Linked DNA regions of Bos taurus: region 1 is linked to region 2. The links are chromatin contacts, called in public Hi-C maps. All regions are on one chromosome and are shown on one strand. Each heading gives the region's core, a stretch centred on a gene start, on an enhancer-like site or on the middle of the called end of the contact. The rest is flanking DNA. Distances are from core to core; before and after follow the strand shown.

What was found. A called contact is a pair of places that touch in the nucleus more often than the background predicts.
Region 1: a contact with region 2 is called in a Hi-C map of liver, with 2.7 times the contacts expected there. The contact joins two enhancer-like sites. A contact is called at or near these places in 3 of 11 Hi-C or Micro-C datasets (blood, liver and skeletal muscle).

The regions. Positions count from the first base shown.
Region 1 is chr7:16,225,909-16,230,284 of ARS-UCD2.0, reverse strand. No RefSeq gene overlaps it. Among named protein-coding and RNA genes, the nearest start is that of ARHGEF18, 18 kb to the left of the region's middle. Within about 2 kb of position 2,419, at least 3 of the 102 cell types and tissues checked have an H3K27ac peak or open chromatin away from gene starts, as enhancers often do. A contact at or near this core is called in liver, where this site is marked.
Region 2 is chr7:16,092,283-16,096,993 of ARS-UCD2.0, reverse strand. INSR (insulin receptor) reads left to right here. Exons shown (of 21, transcript XM_005208817.5): 10 at 4,120-4,321. Among named protein-coding and RNA genes, the nearest start is that of MBD3L3, 52 kb to the right of the region's middle. Within about 2 kb of position 1,638, at least 16 of the 102 cell types and tissues checked have an H3K27ac peak or open chromatin away from gene starts, as enhancers often do. A contact at or near this core is called in liver, where this site is marked.

The sequences.
Region 1 (4,376 bases), core at 1,170-3,669, 130 kb before region 2:
GAGGCTCTCTTCCCTCCTCCATCCCACCCCTCTAGGTCATCACAGAGTGCCAGACTGGGCTCTGTGTGTTATATACGGCAGTTTCTCACCAGCTATCCATTTTACACATGATGGTGTGTATATGTTGATGCTACTTTCTCCATTAATCCCACTTTCTCCCTCCTCCCCCGTGTCCACAAGTCTCTTCTCTACATCTGTATCTCGATTCCCTTCCTGCAAATAGGTTCATCAAAACCATTTTTCTAGATTCCACATGTGTGTGTTAATATATGCTATTTGTTTTCCTGTTTCTGACTCACTTCACTCTGTATAACAGGCTCTAGGTTCATTCACCTCACTAGGACTGACTCAAATACGTTCTTGTTATGGCTGAGTGATATTCCATTGTATATATGGACCATGTCTTCTTTGTCCATTCTTATATCGATGGCCATCTAGGTGGCTTCCACGTCCTGGCTATTGTACATTGTACCAGCCTGACCTAAAGATGGATTCCCAGCTTTCAGCTATTCTGTCTCTCCCCAGCTCCCTCTCCAAACTCTCTTCCTGTTTCATTGTTTCTGCTGTCTGCATTTTCTTGCCACTGTCTGAAATCATTTATTTCTCTTTTTACATCTGATTTACATTTATTTTTTTAATTTTAAAATGAAAAACTTTAAATTGGATTATAGTTGATTTACAATGTCATGTTAGTTTCAGGTGTACAGCAAAGTGAATCAGTTACACACACACATATATCCATTCTTTCTTTTTTAAAGATTCTTTTCTCATACAGCTCATTACAGAGTATTGAGTAAAAGTCCCTGTGCTATACAGCAGGTTCTTATTAGTTATCCATTATATTGGCACCCCACTCCAGTACTCTTGCCTGGAAAATCCCATGGACGGAGGAGCCTGGTAGGCTGCAATCCATGGGGTCACTAAGAGTCAGATACGACTGAGCGACTTCACTTTCACCTTTCACTTTCATGCACTGGAGAAGGATATGGCAACCCACTCCGGTGTTCTTGCCTGGAGAATCCCAGGGATGGCCGAGCCTGGCGGGCTGCCGTCTATGGGGTCGCACAGAGTCGGACACGACTGAAGCGACTTAGCAGCAGCAGCAGCATATATATAAATATATAAATTTAAAATGTTTTATTAGAGTGCAGTTGGTTTACAATGTTGTGTTAGTTTCTGCTGTATCTGAAATCATTTCTTGCTCTGCACATGTTAACCTGCCTTCTGCATGTGAATGCAAGTTTTGGGGGAGCAGGGGCTTTATGCCTATTTCCTTTGCCTGCTAGGCATGCTGGAGAAGGCAATGGCAACCCACTCCAGTACTCTTGCCTGGAAAATCCCATGGACGGAGGAGCCTGGAAGGCTGCAGTCCATGGGGTCGAGAAGAGTCGGACACGACTGAGGGACTTCACTTTCACTTTTCACTTTCATGCATTGGAGAAGGAAATGGCAACCCACTCCAGTGCTCTTGCCTGGAGAATCCCAGGGATGGGGGAGCCTGGTGGGCTGCCGTCTATGGGGTTGCACAGAGTCGGACACGACTGATGCGACTTAGCAGCAGCAGCAGCTAGGCTTGCACTAGGTGCTCAATAAATATTTGATAAAAGAAAGAAGGAGACTTCCCTGGTGGTCCAGTGGTTAACACATCTGCCTGCCAATGCAGAGGATGAGGGTTTGAGCCCTGGTCAGTGAAAATCCCACATGCCACGGGGCAACTAAGGCCACTCACCACCACTGCTGAAGCCCATGTGCCCTACATCCCCTGCTCTGCAATGAGAGATGCCAGCACAACGAGAAGCTCAAGCACCAGAGAAAGACCCCGAGCAGCAACTGAGACCCAGTGCAGAAAAAAATAAGTGAAAAGAAAGGAGAAACCCTTTGTCCCCAAGGGAGTAAGAGATAGATACTAGATAGGTTAACAACAGAAACAATATTGTCTAATATTTACTCAGCTTGAACAACAACAAAAGATAATTATGGAACCCTACTGTATGCTGGCACCATTTAGAACTGAGACACCAACAGAGCACGAAGCCCACAGACATTCTTGTCTGGAGTGATCTTTCGGGTAGTAGGGGAGAGAGAACAGAAATGAAAACTGAAGGAAGTTAAGGGAGCGAGTCAAGATACCTGAGAGAAGAGCGGTCTGGACAGAGGGCACAGCCTGTGCAAAGGTCCTGGGCAAGGACCTGGCCTGCCGTGCTGGAGGAACAGCCAGGAGGCCCATGCAGGTGGAGCAAAGTAAGCAAGGGGAGAGAGGGAGGAGGGAAGGGAGGGAGGGGATCGACCAGGTTGTCTAGCTTTGTGGGCTGCGGGAGCATTTGGGTTTTTGTTTTCCGTAAGATGGGAGCCCTGGAGGGCTGTGAGCAGAGGAGGAGGCGGGGCCTGACTCAGGTGCTCACGGGCGCCCTCCGGTGGTTGCTTCAGGGAGGACAGACTGTGAGAGCTGGGGTGGGAGCCGGGGATCAGTACTCCGAAGAGGACTGCATTGGTCCAGGTGAGCGATGCTGGGGCCTGACCAGGTGAGGGAGCGTGGGAAAAGGAAGTGGTTGGATTCTAGGTATATTTTGACGACTAAGCAGGTGTTAAGATTTGAAATCGGGTACAATTCAAGATTGAGGACGGACTGTTGGGGGGTGGGGTGTGCAAAAGTTTGTGCAAAACTTTTTCCTGTCTGTGTTGGCAGGTGGCTGGCTGGATTTGAGCTTTGAGTTTGTCTCTGGTCTCTACGGTGGCTCAGATGGTAAAGCGTCTGCCTACAATGCAGGAGATCTGGGTTCGATCCCTGGGTGGGGAAGATCCCCTGGAGAAGGAAATGGCAACCCTGGTCTCTACACTCTTGCAAGGCAAGGGCCCCCTTGTTTTCTGTTTTTCTTTCTGTTTTTTTTTTTTTTAATTGAAGTGTATATAGTTGATTTACAGTATTGTGTTACTTTCAGCTGCATAACAAAGTGATTCATATATATGTATATATGGCAACCCACTCCAGTATTCTTGCCAGGGTAATCCCATGGACAGAAGAGACTCTACAGTTTGCATGGGTGTATTGGAGTGTATTCTTTTTCAAAAAAACTTATTTATTTATTTTTGGCTGTGCTGGGTCTTTGCTTTGCTCAGGGTTTCTCTAGTTGCAGCAAGCAGGAGATAGACTCTTCACTGTGGTTCTTGGGCTTCTCAGTGAGGTGACTTCTGTTGCTGCGGAGCATGGGCTCTAGAGTGAGGGCTCAGTAGCTGTGGCGCATGGGTTTAGTGGTCCCTCGGCATGTGGGATCTCCTCGGACCAGGGATCGAACCCAAGTCTTCTCTATTGGCAGGTAGATTCTTGTTTACTGTGCCACCAGGGAAGTCTTTGGAGCATCTTCTTGCCTATGTGCTTATTAACACACAGATGTGTGCTTGAGCATGTCTGTGCATGTGCCCACGTGAACACACGTGTGTCCCCAGCATATCTGCATGTGTACCCAGGTCTAAGGATGTCCATGTGTGATGCCCATGAGCCTTCAAAGTTGGCCTATCCTGAGCCAAGGGATCTCCTAAACCTCCCACCACTCCAATACTGACTCATTTCAGACCCATGGAAGAGCTTGACTTCCTCTATCCCCCAGCCTTGACCCTGAGCCACTCTGGCCATCCCCTAAGACAAATTCGTCTTCAAAGAACCAGGACGCAGTGGAAGAAATTCCTCCAGCAGCTGCCGGGCCTCCCAGTGGTTCCCACGGAGGGATCCAGAGCTGTCCAGTGTGGGAACCATCTTCCTGGACGGGTCCCCTGGCTCCCTGGGGGCAGGAGCTGGGACCACAAATTCTGGGATGTTCCAGATCCGATTTCTCTGGCAGGATCCAGTTCCATGCATGTGCGGCTGAGTTCACATGTGGAACTGGATGATAGTCAACAAGATAGAGGTGACGTGTTGTACCTAGATGCTGCACCTGGGGGGCTATGGTGCCATGTCCTCAGCACGCCCTGAGAGGCGTCATCAGTGGTGTCCAAAGTTCAGAGCTAGGGGACTGAGAGGGACTGAAGCCAAGCTTGGGCCACTCTGGGGCTTTTCAGGTGGTTCAGAGGTAAAGAATCCACCCGCCAATGCAGGAGATGCAAGAAATCTTCCTTCTCTCCTTCCTTCCCTCCTTCTTTCTTCTTCTGCTTCCTCTCCCTCCTCCTCCCCTTCCCGTATCTCCTCTTCCTCTTTCCCTTCCTCCTCTTCTCCTTATTCCTCCCACTCATTCTCTCCTCCCGCCTCCTTTTCCTCTTCCTCTTTCTCCATTTTCTTCTCTTTGGTTGTTATTTTCCTGAATTTTGTTGTTGTGTAGTTGCTAAGTCATGTCCGACTCTTCGTGACCCCGTGGAGTGCGGCACCCCAGGCTTCCCTGTCCTTC
Region 2 (4,711 bases), core at 389-2,888:
ATGAATGACACATATTTTCCAGTCTTCAATCTCGCTTACTTAATGGGCTTGCATCCATCTACAGAAAAATGAAAAAAATATTTGAAGCCTCCAACTGGTGTGTATAAATTAGTCTTACATTATTTTAAAACTGGGTTGTAAAAAAGTCCATCAAACTGAAGAAACAGAAGTCTTTCCCCCCCCTTTAGTTGTTTTGTTTGAGTCTATATAAAAGGTTTTCCCCCCAATCCCCAGACTCTTTTGTTTATTATTTATTTTAAAAAAATTATTGGAGTATGGTGGCGCTGGTGCTAAAGAATCCACCTGCCAATGCAGAAGACACAAGAGATGGGGACTTGATCCCTGGGTTGGGAAGATCCTCTGGAGTAAGAAATGGCAACCCACTTCAGTGTTCTTGCCTAGAAAGATCCCATGGACAGAGGAAACTGGCAGGCTTCAGTCCATGGAGTCGCAAAGAGTCAGACACGACTGAATATTAAAAAAATAGTTGACTTACAATTTATTTAGTATTAGTTTTGGGTGTACAGCAAAGTGGCTCAATTATACACATGCATAGATTCATTCGTTTCAAAAAATATTTATTTATTTGGCTGCACTGGGTCTTTGTTGCAGCGTGTGGGATCTAGTTCCCTGACCAGTACTCAACCCCAGGCCTCCTGCACTGTGAGCTCAGAGTCTTACCCACTGGACCACCAGGGAAGTCCCTAGATTCCTTCTTTTTCAGATTAATTTCTCATATAGGTTACTACAGAATATTGAGTAGAGTTTCCTGTGCTAGGCAGTAAGTCCTGGTTGGTTATCTGTCTTACATATAATCATGTGTGTATGTTCATCCCAAGCTCCTGATTTATCCTTTAGTTGTTTTGTTGTTGTTTGTTGCTGTGTTGTTGTGTTGTTTTTGTTCAGTCGCTCAGCCACGTCTGACTCTTTGCAACCCCACGGACTGCAGCACGCCAGGTCTCCCTGTCCTTCACTCTCTCCCCAAGTTTGCTCAAATTCATGTCCATTGAGTTGGTGGTGCCATCCAGCCATCTCATCCTCTGTCACCCTCTTCTCCTGCCCTCAATCTTTTCCAGCATCAGGGTCTTTTCCAATGAGTTGTCTCTTCACATCAGGTGGTGAAAGTATTGGAGCTTCAGCTTCAGCATCAGTCCTTCAGGGTTGATTTCCTTAAGAATTAACTGGTTTGAGCTCCTTGCTGTCCAAGGCACTCTCGAGAGTTTTCTCCAGCACCACAATTCGAAAGCATCAATTCTTCGGTGCTCAGCCTTCTTTGTAGTCCAACTCTCACATCCATACATGACTACCGGAAAAACCATAGCTTTGACTAGATGGACCTTTGTCATCAAAGTGATGTCTCTGCTTTCTGGTCTGAGTTTATTTTCCTTTAGATGTTGTGAGTTACTGGTAACCTCCTACCTTGGGGCAGCTGATGACATGTGACTGAGGTCAGGAGCCTAAGGTTTTCTGTGCCCTGATGTAGGGCTTTGGGCAAGTCACCCAGCTTGTCACCAGCTGCCTCCTTTTGGGGAAAAGGGGCAGGAGGCCAGATGATCTCCGGGAGCTGTCCCAGCTCTAAGATCATGTGCTATATGTATGCCTGTGACCTCATCCCCCGCCTGAGCAGAGGGTTGCAAACGTGATTTATCTCCTCGGATGCTTTATATAACTCGAGAGCAAGCAAAGTCATGGGCTCAGCTGTGCACTCTTGGCCCTGCATTCGAGCAACCGAAACCACCAACCAGAACTGCCACCACCATCGGGGCAGGCCGTGTTTTCTTTCTTTCTTTCTTTCTTTTTTTTAAGAGCAACAACTTTTATTCTGGAAGTCAGTCTGTCATTAGAAGGTGATGATTTGACATGATTTTATTTGTCATTTTGCCCAAAGTTTATGGAATTAAAAAAAATAAACTTACTAAAGGATATATATTGTCTGATTCCACTTACAGGAGTTCCCTGGAGGAGTCAGATCTATAGAGACAGGAAGCAGATGGTGGGGGCCAGGGGTGGGGGAGGGGATGGAGACTCAGAGTTTCACAGGCAGAGTTTCAGTTTGGGAAGGTGAGAAAGTTCTCGAGATGGATGGTGGGGATGGTTGCACAATAGTGTAAATATACTTAATGACACTGGATCACGATGCTTAAAAATGAGTAAGACGGTAAATTTTGTGTTATGTGTATTTTGCCACAAAGAAAAAACCCCAGTACACACACAAATAAATAAACTTGATAACACACACAAGATAAATAATTTACTAACTGTGATCCGTAGTAGTTTCCTTTAGAATCAGAAGTGGTTTTTTTTTTTTTTTTTTTTCAGTTTTATTGAGATATAATTGACAAGGAAAACTGTAAGATATTTAAAGTGTAAATTGTGAAGACTTTTTGTGCATACACGTTGGAAAAGAATTCCTCCCACCTAGTTAATACAGCTATCACTTCACATATTTATTTTTTTGTTTAAGGAAATCTCTGTTTACTTAGTTTTGGCTGTGCTGGGTCTTCACTGCTACTCACAGGCTTCTAGTTGCGGCAAATGGAGGCTACTCTCCTTTGCTGTGCGCGGGCTTCTCGTTGCGGTGGTTTCCCCTGTTGCCAAGCACCGGCTCCAGAGTGTAGGCGCAGCAGTTGCGGTGCACGGGCTTAGTTGCCCCGTGGCCTGTGGAATCTTCCTAGATCGGAGGTCAAACCTGCGGGTACTGCATTGGCAGGCAGATTCTTTACCACTGAGCCACCGGAGAAGTCCCCTCCTTTTTCAAATGAGAACTTCTAGCTTCTTCTCTGATATTGAATTGTATATTTCAATTATACAGTACAGTCTTGTCAGCTATATGGTTTTTAACTGTAAAACTTGCATAACATAAAATTGGCCATTTGAACCACTTTGAAGTGCAAAGCTCAGCGGCATTAAGCACATTCGCATTGTTGTGCAGCCATCGCCACCATCATCTCCAGAACTTTCTCATCTCCCCAAACGGAAACTCTGTCCCTGTGAAACACTGACTCCCCCACTCCCCACCTTTCCACTTTGTCCCTGAGATTTGACTAGATGTGTCACAGAGACCCATGGGGCACCAAGTGGCATGTGGAAAGGGTGACAGGTGTCTGTGTCTGATCAAAGGTCCCTTCCTCCCCAGAAAAAAATCAGGAGCCCGCCCCACCACCCTTTACTAAGGAAATCCTAAGTTTATTTTCCATCTATAATGCCATCAATAACCCCTCTAACAGCTAAAACCTACACAGGCTATTCTGTGTCTATTAATAAACATTAAGAAGTATGTTTAAGGATTTGCAAAGCTTCCGAGTGGGTACTCAGCATTCACAGGAAGATACTTAGAGCTCATTGTCTCCCAGAGCCATTAAAAGGGAGAGGAAGAGATGGAATTTCCCTTGCTCAATAGACACAAGTAGGCACCCGGCCTCAAGGGCATTGTTTTAAGCCTTTAAAGAGTAGCCTGCATCTTCTATGGGCCTCCCAGCTGGCTCCGCAGTAAAGAACCCACCTGCCAATGCTGGAGATGGAAGATCCCCTGAAGGAGGCAATGGCGACCCACTTCAGTACTCTTGCCTGGGAAATCCTGTGGGTAGAGGAGCCAGTCGGGCTACAGTCCATGGCATCACAGAGTCGGGCAAGACTGAGTGACTGAGCACACACACAGGACATGCGCATGGATCGTTCTTTTACTTGGGGACTGCTTAGCATCACTTTCTCTGAGACATTCGCCCCAGAGACCCTCTGTCCTTTTCCCCTGCCATCTGACACACAGCGTATGCATTTCTTAGTTTACTGTATATTCCTCCCACTCCCATGCACTTCATCCACTGGAATGTTAAGTTCCCCAAGGGCAGGGACAGGCACAGTTACCTTTGGCCTCCAGCCTTGTGGGGCTGTGGTGTCCGACAGTGTCCTGCTGCATGCTGACAGGCACCTTCTCTGTTGTCAGGACCCTCCAGTGAAGGATCTTATTCTTCCCAGAAGAACTTGAACCCAGATCTCTGCACTGAGCTCTGTCCATGTGCCCAGCCACTTTGAGAAGGTCCCCCTTGCTCTGCATGTGTGTGTAGGTGGTGGGGGGCGGGAATGGAATGGGGACTTGAGCCCTGCTCTGCCTTTCCCTAGGGTTGAAGCTGCCCTCCCGGACCTGGTCTCCACCATTCGAGTCGGAGGGCTCCCAGAAGCACAACCAGAGTGAGTATGAGGAGTCTGCTGGCGAATGCTGCTCCTGCCCAAAGACCGACTCGCAGATCCTCAAGGAGCTGGAGGAGTCCTCGTTCAGGAAAACGTTTGAAGATTACCTGCACAACGTGGTTTTCATCCCCAGGTCAGGATTTGTTATTGGCTTGGGGTCTCAGGTCTTTAGGGAACAAGACAAATGGGGGCAGACGCAGAGGATAGGCTGAGTCCATGCTGAGCCACTTCCCTGGATGCAGGAAGAGATTTTGAGATTATAACAAGTGCCTTACCAGGAAGAGGAACTGCCCCCCATCTCCGCTCAAAAGGAGGAGTGTTTAAAAAATTCAGCCTTTGCTCTCTGATGAAACTCTGTGCACTGTTGGTGGGATTATAAATTGATATAGCACTATGGAAGGAGGTATGAAAATTCCTTAAAGCATAAAAAATCAAACTATTATATGATCTAGCAAAAAAAAAAAAAAAAATTCAGCCTTTGCTCTCTGATGTCTCATGAACCCAACCTCTGGTCTCAGTCTGA